2 separate regions of the Mus musculus genome follow, and region 2 is linked to region 1. The links are chromatin contacts, called in public promoter capture Hi-C maps. All regions are on one chromosome and are shown on one strand. The core of a region is the stretch at or near the end of the contact, and the rest is flanking DNA. Distances in the headings are between cores, read along the strand shown.

Region 1 (6,077 bases), core at 1,600-4,099:
CTTACAACTACTGAACTACTACCATGCACAACAAAGCTACACAGGTCATGAATATTCAAAAGTGTAGCTACCTACCTACCTACTTACCTCTACCTCTACATACACACACACACACACACACACACACACACACACACACACACACACACCACATTTAAAACCATGTACTCTCATGTAAAGGCACATAAACAAATGTACATGTGAGGGCCCTTATTAAATTAACCTCTACAGTCCCCCACAAACTATGTCCACAATGGGAATGTGAAAGCTGTCCTCCACTCTTTCCTCTTTGCCCATTTAGTCTGTTCCTTTATTCTGTGTATTTTGAAACACTTTTGGAATCATCCCCTCTTCCCCAACCATGCTGCCAACTGCTGGTACCATACTTTATAGCCAGGCATAATAGACAGCATGGATTTTAGCACTGAGTAACAAATGAGCAAGTGTTGGCTCTGCTTGTATTTGTTGTTGTGATCATAAAAAGATAAAGCGGTGTTAATATATGTTCTAAGGGGGTGTGGTGGGGTGTGGGTGAAGGGGGTGCCTTAGCCGGCCCATACCAAGGCATCCCCTTCCCCCTGAGAGACCAGCCACACCCCTGAGAGACCAGCCACACCCCTGAGAGACCAGCCACAGGACTGTATAGTGTAGAAAAGAGTTTATTCAGGGCAACTCAATAGAGAGTTAAGAGGGTAGTAGAGGCAGAGAAAAGGAGAAAGTAGAGAAGTAGAGGCCAACCATGACTACATGGAGAGAGGGGGGAAGGGAATGGGGAGAGAGGGGGAACGGGGGCAGGGGAAAGAGGCAAGGGAGAAAGGCAAGAGTAAGAGGATTGGACAAGCAGCCCCTCTTATAGTGAACCAGACTACCTCGCTCTTGCCAGGTAACTGTTGGGGTGTAGTTTAGACAGAATACCAATATTTGTTGTGTGATAGTTGATGAGATTTAACTTTTCAGAGCTTCTCTGTCTTTGCCTGCAGATTAAAGATAAGGCAGTGGCTTATGAGCTCTTTTATCACCCTCTTTGCTCCTCTGTGCCCTTCCTCCACTTTTATCTAGAGGTGTTATTATAACATGCATATAGGCATGTATGTTTAAGGCCTAAGACATATATCCACTTTGTTACATGGCAGTGTTTTATTGGTTGGTCTTCTGTAGAAACCCTCCTTGCCCTGCCTTGGGCCCAGGGCTGCAGCCTAGTTCCTCCCTCCTCACAGGTCAGTAGGTCCAGACTGCCAGTGTTCTCACTTGCTCCATGACTGTGTGTCTTCCATCTTTCCCCTAATACAGAATTCCCCACTTGGTTTTCAAAGCCTGAGTCCACACTTTCCCTTCTAAATCTGCCCTGATTGGATCTATATGTTATGTAACAACTGTGTGCCCATGAGCTCTAGAGAAGGCAAAGGCCAGGTCCCATTCATCTTTCTCTTCTCGGTGAGTTCCAATGCCTGCTCTGTGCAGTAATCACTTGACACTTGTTTATGTGGATATTCACATTCTGTGTTACCTGTTCCAGCTACATGTTAAGATTCGTTGCCATTTGCCCAAGAACTGTTCTATTAAAACATTTTCAATTTTACTAGAAATTTAATGAGAATTCCTCTATTACTCTGTGAATTTTTACCAATCCAGTGTTCAAAGTTGTATGTGGAAAGCAGTGTCTCAGAGGGAAGCAATATGAAACACATGGAACATCTTTCAGGAGCCACATGACAAACCACAAGATTCAGATAAGAATGAAATTCCCTCTAAAAGCAGGCTTAGAGGCTGGGCACAGGATCCTGATAAGGTAGCAGGGAGCCAATGGATTCAGGCTTTGAAAGCTAGCTGGGAAATTCCATGTATGTGTAAAAGGGAGAAAGCCTTTTACCAAGCCATGCATGAAGGTTACTGCTGTCTCTGCTAGGCTGCCACATAAGTAGGTCAATAAATAGTTCATTCAAGTATAACTTTAGTACCTATTCTAAATGGTTTAGAATCTTTTGAATAAGCATGAATTTAAAAAAAAAGAACCCTCTAATATATTGTTCCAAGATTTTTAGCTCAGCAAATCTCTTCTACAATCTTTTGGAGTTGGCAAGTTCCTCAGAAGCTATCCTAAGGATAGTGGTGGTATAGACAAGACAGACGAAGGGGCTCATCACTGCCCTTCATGCCCCCTCTCCTTATTGCTTTAGTGGACAGTAGGACCACCTAGTCCTCAGGATCCATCCTCAGAGCACTGCTGGAAGACCTCTCCATCTTCCTTGATCAGGTACTGATTTACAAAAGCAAGAGTTTGGCCAGCCCATGTCTCCGATTCCCACTGCCTTGTTCTTGAAGTTGCTCTTCATGTTTCCCTCCAGCAAATCCCATGGGGAACCTCTGAAGTGCCTAAGTTACTCTTTAATAAATATCTCTCTTCTCTGAGGCACCATCCCTCCTAGTTGAACCACCTGCCACAAGCTAAATTATTCCTTAGTGTTTACACCTTGCGGATATTTATAGCCATCATCATGGCACCCCTTAGTCATCCTCCAGCCCCGGTGTGTTACATATATAGCTCTTTTAATCTTTCTACAAAGTCAGACTCCTCAGTCTCTTAATCACTTGTACCATCCTCTCTCTGGTGCCTATAAGAGAACAGTTTGAATATATCCCAGATGGCAAAAAATAACCCCAACATGTGGTAACTAGGGGGAGAAAACCACGGAGGAGATGAAAGGAGCAATCTCCAGGTTAATTAGTGGGGTGGCCGCAAATATGTGCACAGTTTGTTTCAGAAATAAAGCAAGCTGTATTTGTTGTAACTGTCTCCACTTTGAACTCAGTAGTATGTTGGTGGAGCCAAGCTGTGTTGATGGTCCAAACAGCCACTAAAGACCTTTGACTTTGTACTCCCTCTGTGTATCTCTTGCTTAAGATGGACTTCAAATAGGATCACATAGCGATACAAGAAAATATTACTAGTTTCTGTTTAGTTTTATGGCTTTACGTGGTTTCTGAGCTTCATATAAGCTCAGTAAGGGAGGACCTTTGACTTGTCTCTCTCGTTATTAGGCACATGGGTATTAGTCATCTTATAAAATTAGCAGTGTTTACTGAATATGATAGCCTAAATAAGGAACAACTTCAGTACAAGAGTGATTGCTCAGAAATGCTCCACAGACAGCAGGAGAATATGGCCATTTCCAAGTTTGTTTTTTTATTAGATATTTTCTTCATTTACATTTCAAATGCTATCCCGAGAGTCCCCTATACCCTCCCCCCACCTGCTCCCCAACCCACCCACTCCCACTTTCATAATGTTTTGAAAGGCTATGCAGAAATGTCCACTAAGTGATTTTCTCCACACCTGATTCAGCCTTGATTCAGTTTATGTACTTATCTTACAAAATGTATCTTGGGTTGGAAAACTAAACTCTGAAGGAGTCCTTAGGAAAACCTCCCGATTCCTTTGGGGGAGGCTGCAGGATGTACCATCTGTAAGAAGAGTGTGCCTCAGCTGTATAAGAAAGGTAGCTGGCAAGGCATAGGAGTGCATGCTTTTAGTCACAGCACACAAAGTCCAGACAGCTTAAAGCAAAACCAGAGAAGAATGCTGCTTACTGGCTTGCCAGGAAAGGAACTTGCAACAGAAACAACATGTAGGAACGCTCTTCACTAGCTTGCTCAGTTCCTTTTCTTATACACACCAGACCCACCTGCCCAAGGATGGCACTGCCCATGGTGTGCTGGGTCCTCTAGCATCAGCCATTAATCAAGAAAATGCCTCATAGATATGCACACAGGCAAATCTGATGGAGATGGGTCCCTCAACCGAGATTTCCTCTTCTCAGAAATGCATGTCTAAGTTTGTGTTGAGATGACAGAAGGTATTGCAGGAAGGTACCTGAGGATGGGCCTGAAGTCAGCCTCTTCATTAAGTTCCTGTATTGAGTTTTTGCCTTGGCTTCCTTTGATGATACACTGTAAACTCTAAGGTGAGATAAGACCTCTCCTCCCCAAATGCCTCTTGGTCATATGGTGACCACAGCAACAGAACACACAGCAGAGAGGATGTGACCAGCCTCCATCTGTGACTCCTAGGAAATTTTCCTTTTCCCAGAGTCTCACGTGGTCCAGAAAGTGTTCCTTCTGGCCCAGCCATGCCCCTCCTATAGAATTGTATGCTTTCTTCTGCAGATGTCTCTAATGTTCTTTCAGGCTGATCAACTCTGACAGTTTCTTCGTGTTTTCTTTTACCAAGCATTTGTCTGCAGCTTAGAAGATATGAGTCTCACCAGAGTTCATTAGAATAGATTTTAGGCTTTAATATTTGTAACTGAGCAGTTCTGCCAGTCTGAAGGTAGCCAAGGACAACCATTTCCTCTCACACACAAAGTAAGGTTGTGAAGGGACTTTTTCTCTGAATGAAGGAGGGGAAGAGGAAAGTAGAAGCCTTCTCATGTTTTATTCAAATGTTAACAAAGAAATCGAGAAGTGTGTTTCCTTAAAATTGACACCATTTTTATCCCAAATGTTCCGGTGAGTGATAGTGGGTATGGCAGGCAGTCACAGCAGGGGGAGCTTTCTCCAGGAGCTCAGTCCCCGTGGGAAGCATTACCTCCAAGTAATACACTAATCGCTTTGAATCCTGCATATTTTCACATACTGTGTGCATACATACGGATATTAATAACTGTTCCCTAGACGTCACTTCAGCACTTGGAGAGCTCAGTGTTGCTAAGCAAGTGCTGGAGATGGAATCAGATGCAGATGGCAGTTCAGCAGAGAGGATTTTACAGAGACGCATGAGGAGAAAGGACGGAGGTGCTGACTCCATCCCCATGGATCTTTGAGTTCTGAGGTGATCAGCTTGTGTGAGCTATGCCTGATATTCATCCACCCACTGCACTGAGATTATAAATGGCATTGCTAGTGCTTAAAGGTACTTACCTCAGAATCCATCTACTCACATCCTACCTGCATCTTATTCAGTGGTTTCTGTCTAGTAATTTCTTACAGCATTGAGACATACATAAATTTTACTGTTTTGTGTATATGTTCTATTTCCATATATATCTTAGAAGAATTCATATTTTATACTATATATATATATAGATGTATATGTCTATGTGTATATCATATAGAAATTCAGAGGGGAGGAGACCCTTTTTCATACTACCTTCTGATATCTCAGACTAAGGATGATATTCCTATATTATATAAGGCTCCATTAAGGGAAGTAGCTTGCCTAAGGTCACAGGTCATATGTTTCTAGATCAAAATTACTCCTCCTACTTTATATTCATTTAAGAGAAAATGCAAAATGGGAACCCTCCCATGGAGTGAGTATTCTATTTAACAACATTGTTTAAAACAGTGCGTCCACACTGGATGTGACCACACAGGGCCTGGAACCTATGTTCTTCACTCAGGTTTGCCTCTCGCTTGGACGGCAAAGAGTTTAACTTGTTCTTGTAAACTAAGCAGCTAAGCAATGTACCAGGCTTTTTTTTTTTTTAACAAAGAAATGTTTTCATCATAGATTGAAATTGCATATGCTCAGGAAATTTCACCTGCTAGTACAGAGATACTAGTATATGATGTCACACGTTTGGGAGATTGTATGCACAGCCTGAAAAGTATCACTTTTGAGTCCCCAAGGGCCTCAATTTAGAGCCTGGCTCTGCTGTTGGCTTCCTATGGGATCTTACTCAAGTCACAACCTGTCTCTTGACCTTTGTTTTATATTATGAATACTAAAGTTGAATGAAATAATCAATGCTCTTCACTTTCTGAATCCCCTCAATAGCGCATTCTGGGCATTTGGGCTCTAAATAGACAAAAGAACTAATTGGCTTCCTGTGAAGATAGTGCCAATTGCAACTGTCACCTGCCACTGGTCCCAGCCATGTATGTAAGGGTCATTAGATGACTCATAGCTCACTGTCTCACAACTCAAAGTTCAGTTTTGTTACATATTTCTCAACTCATTCACAAGGTTATTTCTGTACCAGCTCATTGGATAACAGGGAAGGTTATCTAATTTAAAGTTCACTGTGAAACAGAAATTCAAAAGATTATACATGCATTTCCGTCTCTTTAGATATTTC
Region 2 (6,077 bases), core at 1,972-4,471, 920 kb before region 1:
GCCTGTAACGATCAGAGCACAGCTCTGTGGACTGGGTTCTCTCCCTTCATCTTTAAATTAATTCCTGGGATGAAACTCAGGTCGCCAGGCTCGTGTGGCAAATGCCTTCACTCACTGAGCTGTCTCACCAGCTCCTGCATCGATTTTGACTCTAATTGTTTCTCACTACTGAGCAGCTTGAACCTCATATATAATCCAGGCACTAACCCTTTGCGGAAGCTTTTTGGTTAGTGTGGTATAAAGAGGTTGGTTACACATGTACACGAGAGTGTGCACGTGCACATGTACACATGAGAAAAAGAGAGAGACAAAGACGATGTTTTCATAAGCCAGAAGAGAATCAAAGATGGTCAGACAGCCATCAGAGGCTATAAGTGAAGCTTGGAACAGACTCTCACACAACTCAGGAGAATCCACCCTGCTGGCATCTGGTCTCAGAAAGCCAGCCTCCAGGACTTGCACGAAGCCCTTCAGATTGTCTTACTTTGATACAGCAGCCTGGACAAACTTCAGAGATGGTGACATTGAGCAAGATAGCTCTTTCCAAACAGATGAGGCCATTCCATGGAGAAGCCCGGGGCTCTTGAAACCTTCAGGATACTGATCTCTGGCTTAACTGCTCAGCAAAGCTGGCCACCACATAGTGAGTGTCCTGAGAGAGTGATGTGTCATTCCACCTATGTCCTTCTCAAGGCCCCAGGATTCCTACGATCATCATTTATTGGCAATCATTTTAATGCCTTTTGGTATTTTTTTCTACATTGTTCATGTTATAGTTTTCAAACTTAACTGAAAATGTTCTGAGGGCCTGGTTCATACTCTGGAATTAAGTGATCTCTCTGATCAAAGTTCTTGCAGTGACACTTGATGTGATGTCTTCCTGTTCTTGGTTTGGTTTTCTTGACTATGTGAAATTATTATAGTCCCTAAAGAGTCTCATTTACCATCGTCAATGATTCTGACTCTGTATGTGCTTGCTACCTAACCAAACCTGCCTGCTTAGGATATAAAGACAGCAGCTTTGTATGATGTCACACAATTTATATGTCACACACTTTGCATGATGTCACGCACTTTGTATGATGTCACACACTTTGTATGATGTCACACTCTTTATGATGTCACACACTTAGAATCTCAGCCATGGGGAGGCTGAGACAAGATGACAGCAAGTTCAAGGACAGCTTGAGTATGCAGTGAGTTTGAGACAGGCCTGGGCTACATAGACTATCTTCAGGTCTCTCTTGTGTGTTAAATGTCCTAAGCAACCATTCATCTAGGGTGGTCAGTTGCCAAAGGTGGGTACTAAGGTACATCTCAAGTTTCCATCTGAGACTCCAAGCCTTTTCTGACTTGACGTACCTCTACGTAGATGCCTGCTTTCCTAGTGCCCACGGACGTACTCTCCCCTTTCAATGTAAGTGCCCCTTAACACTACACTGGTTGTATTGTGTCTCATGACCCTGGCAGGATAGAATCCCTCTTTCTCCTCTTTAGGGATTAGAGGAAGTTGGTCTTCTCTATTGGTCACGGTATTTTTGGTAAACCAAGGTTTGTGTTTTTCCTTGGAGGAATCCAAGAACTGTCAGCCACCATTCATTAAGAAGTTTAGACATGCAGCCAAGGAGATGGCTTAGTTGCTTTTCGAGGTTGGCAAAGCCAGTTCCAGTCTCCAGAAACCACAGAAATGTTGGTTTGCTTTGGCAGCTGCCTATAACCCTGTCACTTGGAAGGTGGATATTGGGGGTCCCCAAGGACCAGCTGGCTTGGTAGACTGACCAAATCAGGGAGCCCTGGATTCAAATGAGAGACCTTGCCACAATAAATGATGTGAGAAAAGACTGAGGAAGATAAACCATATGGCCTCCACTTATGTAAACATGGGTTCCCACACGTAGGTCCACACACACACACACATACACACACACACAACTTCCAACAGCAGTACCTGTTTTATTAATTATAACCAGTTACAAGTTTTGCTTTAGCTTAACACTAAATTGAATTTTACTCCAAAGATTATGAGTGTGGGAAAGCAATAGTAAAAAGTGTGTATCCTTTATGAAAGTCACAAAGCTATCATCAGAAAAACCGTCTACTGTGAAATGCAGTGTATAGACCGGGCCGCATTTTATTGTAGTACCATAATTAACAGTGAAACTGGTAACTATTGTAAAATCGTCTCCAAAGTCTGCAGTCCTTTCATAGTACTCTTTCTTTACCTTTTAACCCCTGGAGCTGGAGTTACTGACTGTTGTGAGCTGCCGCATATGGGTGCTGATAACTGAACTCAGGTCTTCTGGAAGAGTCGTGAGCTTTCTCTGCTGAGCTACCTCTGTAGACCCTGGTGATGTTGTTCCTTGTAGCCAGTAATGCAAAATGATCAAGTTGCTATAAACAAACGTGTTTTGATTTCCTACCTTCTAGGGAAGCACTGCAAAAGCGTCATTCCTTAACAATTTCACACTTGAATTTAGCCAAAAGAAGAAGCAGTGTGAATACTTAACAACTTTCAATCATCTCAACTATTAGTTTGACTATAGATACTTTTCCCTTTGCCACTTCAGAGATTAGTAAATGACCCATATGTGTGCGTGTGTGTGTCATTTTCATAAACTATGAAATATAAATATGTATAAAATGTGGCTGTCAGCATAAACTGCGCTCTTGTTCCGAGAAATAGGAACCCACACAAACTAACCCATGTAAGGAGAAAGTCCAGGGCACAGGTACCCTATTGCAACTAGGTGTAGGAGATATTGGGTATCATAGAAATGTAAGTCCAGAAGCCTCCAGATGATAGCAGGCTCCACAGAACCCAGTGTTGGAAGATCATCTTATTTTAAGAGCCTGGCTCTGGGGATCTGCCACTGACGTGGCCTGACTGCCACCCAGGGGTCAGCTTTCCCCTGTTTCTTTTTCCGGGGTCCATCTTCTTAATGCTTTCCTGAGTATGCATCTGGAAGAATGCGAGACAATTTGTTATCAATCACTACCGTGAGTGAGGCAAAGAAATTAAAATAAGAAGCCTAGGTCCTAAGCATTGACTGAACTGTAAATTCTACAAAGGGTTAGGTGTGGCGTATGACACTCAGCTGTGTGACCCTAGGCAGGCCCTATTCATTTCATCATTACTAAATCAGAACACACCCCTGTACCTTCCTGGGGTTGGGGTTAGGTAGAGCCTGGTCTCTACACTTGCCCAGACACTAGATGGCAGCAGACTGTCTCCTTCAGTCACCTCACAGGTCAGAAGAGTCACTTAATGAGAGAGTTCTTGCCACTCTGCCACTTTCAGCTCCTTAACAGCTCTGCTTGTGTGGACTCACCCGGTCTACAGGCCTGCTGCTGTGGCTTAGGTATAGAGTCAAGCTCCCAAGCCCTCCAAAAGCAATTGTTTTAAAATGCTTGTCCTCAGGTGGTAGCACTATTCTAGAAGGTTCTGGAAACTTTAGAAGGTGAGACCTATATGGAGGAGATAGGTCACTCAGCACATGCCCTTGAGACAGTGTCATCTTCTTTCTCTCTCTTTGCTTCCTGTCTGTCATGATATTCTGTCTCATCACAAGTTGAGTTAGCAGAGCCAAGGACAATGGACAGGAACACCTGAAGTTGTGACCTTAAAGACATCAAAACTGTGAGCTTAAAGACTTCAACCCTTCTTTGCTGAGACGGGAGTTCTGACAAACAAAACCTGTGCTACCTCTACTCTAGCTAGAGTCATCTGGGAAGTAGGACCCTCAGCTGAGAGAATGCTGCCACAGACTGGCCTGTTGACAGTTTCTGGGGGGCAGTTTCCTGATTTACAATTGATGTGGGAGGGTCCTGAGCAGATGGACCAGGATTGGATCGGAAGCTGAGCAAGCCACAGTGCACAAGCAAGCAGCGATCCTCCATGGTCTCTGCTTCAGTTCCTGGCACCAGGTTCCTGCCTTGAGTTCCTGCCCCGACTTCCTTCTGTGGTGGACTGTGGTTAGGAAATGTAAGCCCAATAAACCCTTTCTTCCCCAAATTGCATTTGGTCTGTGTTTTATTATAGCAAAAGAAAGTGAACGGAAGCCAAAGCTAATACACCTTCCTCAATACACACTTCAACCTGCGGTCCTAGTAAACCTTTCCCTCAAAAACTTCCATGATGCAGAGAGTCTTAAACACATCCTAGTGTTTGAGACACCTTTGTGTGTGTGTGTGTGTGTGTGTGTGTGTGTGTCTGTCTGTCTGTGTGTGTGTCTGTGTCTGTGTGTGTCTGTGTGTGAAAATGCATTCACTCCATGATTTTGTAATAAAATTCTCTCTCCCCTTTGCTGTGGGCTATACTCTTAATAACTCCGTTTAGAGATGTTTCCCTTTTACTTATTATTAATCATCGGCTGACTGCAGTAGCTCAGTCTTTGATCTCCCTTTTGTCGGAACGCCACCCTCCCCGTCTGCTCCTCCGTCTCCCTCATAAATAGGAATGGTACAAAAACAGACTCTCGGGAGCAAAAGGAGCCTGAGGCCAGCTTCCCTCAGGCCCGTGAATTGTCATTCCTGAAGCTGTCTAGTCCGTAAGTTCTTCTGCCAGGTTTCTATGGGAGCTGAGGGATCGGTTTCCCCCTTTTCAAAGAGCAGGGTGAGTTGAGGCCTCGAGCTGGCAAGTCCTTTAAAGTCATTTTCAAAGGAAACCCGAGCTGCAAGGCCTTGCGGTTGGCAGAAGGTGGCGTGACTTTCTGAAGCTCTCTTGGGACTTCGGGTGGGCAACTCCCCTAGCTTCTCAACACGTGCCCAGAGACGGCAGCAACACCACTGCCAGGAGCTGACCAGTAAGTAGGCACGTGTTCCCTCCCCACTGCCACCCAGGAACAGGAAGGGGACGCAGGCTTTCTCTTCTGGGCCCATTACCAGAACCACACTTGTCTCCCCAGTTCTCAGATCCTGTCAATCATACTTGGTCCTTGGGGTTTTCTGAGGTAAAATATCCACGGGTGCCAAAGCAGGCCAGCGTGAACTTACATCTGAATCACGGATGCATAAATGGTCTCGTTAATCCAGTCTACTCTTGGATGGGCTGGGACAGAGACCCACAGCAAAAATAGCGACCTGACGCACACAGGAGGAGGTGGCTGAGTTCTGACACTGGGGTAGAGGCTTGCTTGGCCTCTGGCCAATCATAAAGCTTTCAAGTCTGTGAATGTCTGTCGGTCACCCAGGAGGCTCTGAATGCGTGGATGCCGAGAGATGTGTGTGGCTTCAGCCGGATGCCTTTGACCTGCCAGGCGTAGCCAAGTAAAGAAAATATGTTTCTAAAGCCAGAGCCAGGATGGGACTTCTTACTTTAGAAAAGAATAATCCCAGAGGTGGGAGAGGCTATGACTCGTTAGAGGTTGGAGAGACTATGACGTTTGTGTCTAAAGAACAAGGACTGCAGTTATTAAGAGTGAGGCTTGGAGCTGGGTCAGATACCCTACTTGACCTCCAGGCCTAGTGTCTGGGCTCTGTAGCTGATCCTGGTGTTCAGGATCAAAATAGGCAGGAAGCTACCTGGACAAGCCCCAGTCTGGCTCTCAGGCCAAGCTCCTCTCTCATACCTCACTGGCCAGCGGGCCCCACTCCCACGCCCCTAGAACATTTCCCACCGAAGCAAAGACCACTCTGATCTCTCTCCATGCAAAGACAGATCCTCAGAAAGAGCCAGCTCGACTTTTCAATGTTTTATTCTTATGTTTTGTACAGCTCTATTTTACAACGCACTAATGCAGTTTAGACACAGCCAAACCCTGTCTCCGGAGTAATTATAACGACAAGCATGACGCAGAATGTGGGAGGAGTCAAACATTCCCAAAGAGAGTTTAGTTAGTGACAACTTCAAGTCCCTGTGTCTGCCTACACTTCAAAAAGGGATGGCGCACACCCGTCCATCATTGAAAACTTCCGTGTAAAAAGGCACCGTGAGGACACATTACAGGTATGTACAAACTGAAAACTGGAACAAAAGTATACATTTCTCCTTCTGCAGCTTTTTTTTTTGTTCTTTTTGTTTTTAATACACACTTTGTAAATTTGTAAACCTTCACTTGCAAAAAAATACAAATACACGG

The links. Promoter capture Hi-C pulls out the DNA fragments that hold promoters and counts their contacts.
Region 2: a promoter capture Hi-C map of liver shows a contact between it and region 1, with 4 times the contacts expected there. The contact joins two enhancer-like sites. A contact is called at or near these places in 2 of 39 promoter capture datasets (embryonic stem cells and liver), 7 of 484 Hi-C or Micro-C datasets (B cells, bone marrow-derived macrophages, embryonic stem cells and 3 more) and 2 of 115 datasets of contacts at active chromatin or transcription factors (bone marrow-derived macrophages and embryonic stem cells).

Annotation. Positions count from the first base shown.
Region 1 is chr16:24,876,267-24,882,343 of GRCm38.p6, forward strand. All of the region lies in intron 9 of Lpp (LIM domain containing preferred translocation partner in lipoma), which reads left to right. Among named protein-coding and RNA genes, the nearest start is that of Gm22672, 4.9 kb to the right of the region's middle. Within about 2 kb of position 2,850, at least 35 of the 459 cell types and tissues checked have an H3K27ac peak or open chromatin away from gene starts, as enhancers often do. A contact at or near this core is called in liver, where this site is marked.
Region 2 is chr16:23,959,375-23,965,451 of GRCm38.p6, forward strand. Bcl6 (B cell leukemia/lymphoma 6) reads right to left here. Exons shown (of 10, transcript NM_009744.4): 10 at 5,676-6,077. Among named protein-coding and RNA genes, the nearest start is that of Gm31527, 26 kb to the right of the region's middle. Within about 2 kb of position 3,222, at least 10 of the 459 cell types and tissues checked have an H3K27ac peak or open chromatin away from gene starts, as enhancers often do. A contact at or near this core is called in liver, where this site is marked.